Linked DNA regions of Gasterosteus aculeatus: region 1 is linked to region 2. Evidence: chromatin contacts called from public Hi-C data. All regions are on one chromosome and are shown on one strand. The core of a region is the stretch at or near the end of the contact, and the rest is flanking DNA. Distances in the headings are between cores, read along the strand shown.

What was found. Hi-C and Micro-C count contacts between places; a contact is called where the count stands out from the background.
Region 1: a Hi-C map of skeletal muscle shows a contact between it and region 2, with 5 times the contacts expected there. The contact joins the promoter of LOC120829400 here to the enhancer-like site in region 2. A contact is called at or near these places in 4 of 6 Hi-C or Micro-C datasets (blood and trunk muscle, skeletal muscle and whole body).

The regions. Positions count from the first base shown.
Region 1 is chr2:10,326,921-10,329,760 of fGasAcu3.hap1.1, reverse strand. It overlaps LOC120829400 (homeobox protein Hox-C10a), which reads left to right and starts at 1,296. Exons shown (of 3, transcript XR_013453119.1): 1 at 1,296-2,108. LOC144388877 (a long non-coding RNA gene) reads right to left here. Exons shown (of 2, transcript XR_013453139.1): 2 at 154-1,955.
Region 2 is chr2:10,237,382-10,240,533 of fGasAcu3.hap1.1, reverse strand. No RefSeq gene overlaps it. Among protein-coding and RNA genes, the nearest start is that of hnrnpa1b, 16 kb to the right of the region's middle. Within about 2 kb of position 1,338, at least 2 of the 9 cell types and tissues checked have open chromatin away from gene starts, as enhancers often do.

The DNA.
Region 1 (2,840 bases), core at 47-2,546, 89 kb before region 2:
TGATTTTTTTTAACTTCGGCACGGAATAGCGCCTCGTGAACGTTTGGGAGAAACGTGTTTATAGTGTTTAGAACAATTGCGGGTTTGTTAGGAAAATATGTCCGAAGGCTGAGCCAAGCACGTCAGACGCACAAAACAACACAACACACAGAGTGAAGAAAACAGGGATTTCCCACAAAAATATGGGCTACATTTTAATTTGCTAAAATTCACACACAATGTACACAAAAAGAAACAGATTATCAATCTACCACGTGTGCAAATAAGACTTTGAACGGTTCGCCTCCACTTATAGATAACGTGTATCTGCACAAATACGTTCATTTTAATGAGAGACACACTTAATTCACACAGCAGTTCTTCTGACCCGCAGGCTGAGAATTAAATATGAACAAAAACGAGAACATCTATTACACTCTTAATTTCAGATAACATATCGAGAGCACCAACAGAAATGAAAGAAACAGCATCATTGACGTCATTCTGCATAAGATACCAATAATACATTTCCATAGCGAACCAATCCCATGGTCAAGATACTATTTATGTCTGCCAATTCAAGAAGAAACCCATTTTGACGGCCAAACGCGACTGTATGAGTTAAATTGATTAAATTATATATTTGCTTTTGGAAAAAAAATGGTATAATTCAGTGTGGTAAAGTCCTTTAAAGACAAATCTAAATGGATACAAAAAAAAGGTTTTCGTAATGTTTGAAATGTGTTTCTGAAAATCGGCAGCAGGTCACCTCATTTACGCGAATGTTTAAACCTCTCTGCAATTAACGATTTTAAATGTAGACATTTTAAGTGTTTTGATAACACACCTGCGAATATCTTACTTTCCCCAAATCGATGGCAACAACAAAGCAAATCGACGAAACAAACAAAATGAACACACACACACACGCAAAAGCAACTCTTGGAATGCTTGTCCTCCGCAGCGCCGGACTAAAGGGACATTACACGTTGCCCCAATTCATTTCCTTTCAAATTTCTAAAGTTCAGGACTGAAACTAAATCGGAATATTTAGAAAGGCACCTAATAGCTGCCACAAAGATCTTGCTGCAGCCGCCTCCCTTTGTTCGCCCTGCTGCGGCCCTCCTGTCCTAACCGGTATTTGAGCGCTAGATGGCGCTCCTGCTCTACCAAAAAGACTCCAGGTTCCCCAACTTGACCGTGCTGACGTCACCTCAGTCTGGAGCATCAAGGCCACTTTCACGCTGCTATTGGTCTGAAAATCACATGACATGTCTCCCCGCATCCATAATTATGTTGCTGATATTTTTCACCCCCTCCAAAAGATGTCAGCATCCTACTGTCGTTATTCTCTCGGATAAATCCCGCATAGTTCAGAGCGGTGCAACTCACCAGTCGATCACTGTGTTGCCAAATGCAAAAAAAAAAAATGTCATGTCCGAATAATATAGCGCCCGGTAAATTCCTGATGGATTCTTTAACGGGAGGATCATCTTCCTTCAGGGCCGAGGGTTATTCCAACAACCCCGGGATGTATAGCCACGCGGCTGCAGAGTACGGATATTCAATGATGAGGAACATTGGGAAGGTAGGACCAGCTTCACTCTCGAAAGGAGACCAGGTTGCTCCGGGCGGTGTTCCGCTCAGCGGCTTCCTGGATGCGCCCTACCTGTCGGCCGCATGGACACCGGGCTCCAAAACCAGTGGGGAGGAACAACCTGTTGCCCAGTGTTTACAACCCTGCTCGTTTCCAGCGGGCAACGTCAAAGAGGAGGCGTTTTGTTGCCTCTATCAGGATGACAGCAATAAGGGGAAGCAGACAACAGAGTCGGCCACTTACATCCGGCTCGGGGACAATAGCTGCCGGCCCGAGCGCAGCGCCTCGTCCAGAGACTGTTTCCAGGTGTACAACGAGAGGCCGCAGCAGGACGACGAGCAGTTCCCCTCCGGCTTCTCTCTGACCCACTTGGAGACATCTGTTGAATCAGCATCAAAATCGGCAATAAGTTGCAATACATTGGCACAGGGAAGAACGAGGGAGCGTTCAAAGACAGATGAGAGTCAGAAAAGAAAGGAAGAGAAGGCCAAGAGTGACAGCTGTTCAGATAACTCGGACGGGCAATTAAAAGGTAGACGACTACTTTACACCCTCCTCCTTTTCCCTGACACACACACACACACACACACACACACACACACACACACACACACACACACACCCTTACCCCCCCCCCCCCCCCCCCCCACACGGCCCTCACCCACTCTCAGAAGAATGCACACTAAAATACACACAGGAAACGTGCGGACTTCCACATGTGCATTTCTTCTGTCTGTACCGTGTGTGTTGTGCCACGACCCAATAATGCGGACCCGTGTTTGATCGCAGTCACAACTCTGTCAAACGGTGTGTGAACATTTGCCAGCCTCTCTTAGCGGGTTGTGGTGCTCCTGGCATTTAACACCTTTTGCATTAATACGAGAATGGCAGTTATCGTTTAAATAAACGCTCTCACACACATACAACACACACACACACACACACACACACACACACACACACACACACACACACACACACACACACACACACACACACACTGGCACACGCATAAACAAACAACCACTTCAATCTCTTCCTCTCAAAGGGATTTGCATTGTCATTTGCGTTGCATGCGACGTAACCCAAAGGTGTATTTATCCTCCATAGAATTCCAGAGCTTTGATTAAAAACTGAAGTTTGTACTAAAACCCGTGGCTACTATTATATATTTTTTCCACTAACACTAAAACACCTTTCTCCATCGATGTAACGATAATTCAAGATTTCGTTTTTTTAATAACATATTGTTGTTGGTCACAGT
Region 2 (3,152 bases), core at 89-2,588:
ACAGAGGCCATAAATCACCTGGCATTCTCCAGGCTCATCCTGAAGCAGAGGGGTATAGAGAAAGCACACGATCTTGGGCAAAGCTTCATGGCTATGAAATTGACCAATTGATTGATTGAAACAATTAATTTTGCACCATGCTTTTACGGCTGTGAAGCCAAGCAATCATTAGTTTGCTACAACCAAGTGAGGACGGCCGTATTGTTTTATAATTTCCACTGAAACATAGCAAAGCATCAGCTACTGCTCCAGGCTCAGGATAATGATATGCTAATGGTTTAAGTTATATGACATGACATGATAGTTTGGCTGTACAGAGTCATGTATGAAGTACATTCATCTACATCCTCCATTTTGCACACACAAAAAAGGCAGCTTGAGCTGTTCAAGCACATGGCAGCCAATAGTCATTTTTCTATCCCCTTAAATATGACAAATGGACAACTGCTTCTATTGAATCCCATTCTTTACATGCCGTATTACAACGCACTGCTGTTCGCCAGTGTGGAGGGGTTTGACCATAAAAAGCCAGTTGCTTGGAAAATAAATCTCCCCTTGGACATCCAATGAAGTGTATTTCATTGAGGAGGCTCGCCGTTCATATTTATCTCCCGTTTTTATTTGGGAACTGTTTTTGAGTTGTCCTTCACTGCCTTTCTCTCTGCTGCCTTTGTCCCTAATGTACTGGCAAGGCTGACTTCATTAAGCCCTGTATGTGGCAAACGCATTTATGTCCTATTTAGATGTTCCCTATTTCATTTTGCCGTGATACACCACAGCACTGCCACCAAGGCGGAAAATAAAGCGCCCATCATGCTTGGAGCCATTTGCAATTTGTGAGCAAGGTGACACCTTGTGGTCAAAACGAAGGACTGCTGCCTCCTCTGAGATCCAGCAGACACCAAAGGAGGGCCGGCGGAAACACTGTCTCAACCATATCCTGCAATTATCGGATATTTCAAACTGGGACTAGGAACCCTGCGCGGAACAACATCATACGTCTCAAAAGACACCTGCAACCGGCATCTGAGGCATTTCCAGGCCGTGATTCTTCTAATACTTGGGTTAATGTGAGGGTGTGTGTGTGTGTGCAGGTACCTGTGTCACTGTGTGGGGTTGTTTTGTGTTTTTTTTTAGCATGAAACACCATCACGGACATTGACAGATCACAGGGGAATGTTCAATTGCAGGTTGCTGCGTCCTGCTGTCATAGGGTCCATCTGTCACGAGGCAAGGCTAGCTGGAAGGCAGGAGGGGGCAGGACTGAGGGGCGTCACTTCCCCCCATAGATGATGATCACACCGGGGCTACTGCCAAGCCGGTTGCTGGCCCTGTCTTGCTCCTGCGGTTCCTTGGAATTCTTGTCTTTCTCACTCAGTTTACAGCTTTGATCAAGTACGCTGCAGACACCAGTGGAGCAGGGATTTTCCCACTCGACTGCAGAACAGTGTCTATGTCTCGATCTTTTGGCCACGTTGTTGTGTTGGCTACGCCCAATCTTTGTTCAGATTTATTTAGCGGGTCAAGGGGTTATTTTGGTTGTGGAGACATGTCAAGCCCCAAATACCACAGACACAGATGAGTCAGTGCAGTGATCTCAACAGGTTTTGCCTTTCAATTGTTGACTTCCTCATGCTTCCTCTCTGCTTTGTGTCCCCCCCCCCACTGTGAAAATCTGCTGTTGTCACGATGACACAAGGCCGCACTTTCACAAGTGCGCCCTCTACAGTCGAGGCTGGGAAGTGCCCTTGTTGTTACATGAGAAAACAAACAGGAAAACAAACAGGAAGGCAGATTACAGCCCAGCAGTCATCTATCTGTCAAACATTTGACAGGAACATAGCACAGCCAAATATATGACTCCTCCATAAATCACAGCATCTCACTCTAACTAGCCTGTCTGGTGTGAGTAATTAGTAGTATCATGCAGAAGCATTTTCAGCATCCCGAAATACCATTAGATCATTTTACTCTTGATTTTCAGTCACTTTTCCCTAAAACCCACACACTCAAATAGCCAAATGTTCCTTAAAATTATCTGCATAAAACTGATTTAGGGGGCACTCAGGAAATCGATCATGCAACAGAATCGTTTAATGTTTCAGGAAGAGCATTATGATTTGTGGATGTTGAAACAGAGTTCATATTCCACATTTACAGCTTAGAAAGAGAACGTTGTATTTTCACGGTGAGCTCTAACTGCCTTCTACCCCCTTGCAGCAGTCCCACCCCGAGAGCTGCATTGCTATTGCAGATGCTTTATGACGGGCAATTTAGCTTCAGCTGCTATCTGAGCCATCTCAGGAATGGACGCGCTTAGAATCAAGTGCAATAAAGCAGAGAGGGAGTTGGCGAAAAAAGAAAGGGAGGGTGCGTGTGTGTGCGTGTGTGTGTGTGTGTGTGTGTGTGAGGGTGTTGGGGGGGGGTAAAGATAGACAACAAGCTTGTCTGGACAGCCCTTCTGGACAAAAGGTTTGGGGGCAGGGTCCCCTCCCACATACACAAATACAAACAGTGGTTTCCCAGGCACTCGGCTAGACAAGAAAGAAGAAGCATACCTGTTTATTTTCACAGGAACTTCCAAACAACGGCAGGCGGGCGAGTGAACGTGCGCGCATGCTGCCCTTTTATTTGTAAATGTATAATCTAAAAGTCTACATTTGCGTGTGAGTGAGAGAGAAACGCTCGGTCCTCCGCCGTGGCCGAGGCTTTGTTGAGTCTGCTGAGCTCCAGGAAATCTCCTGAGGCGGGGAGACAGATTTACACCCTTCCCCCTGAGAGGGCTTTACAGCCTGGGACCCAGCGGAGCAATGCAAGGGCCAAGAGCGCCGAGCGAAGAGCAGGGTGATGAGACAGAGAGGGAGAGAGGAGAGGAGAAGAGACCAGGGAAGGATAAAAGGAGAGGGGAGACGGCGGGTGAAATACGGCAGAGATTCAGATGGATGGTCGGGGGGGACGAGGATATCGATGGAATGCAAAATGGCCGCGTTTTCGTTTGACGCCTCTCGCCTCCACTCACATGCACTCTTCTCTTGTATCTCGTGTCTCTCGCTCTCAATTTATCCCTACTGCTCCGACACACACATGCGTACACACACATGCACAAAGAGAGGCCATAAATCTGTCACTGAGTGCTGCTGGGATAAAGACAC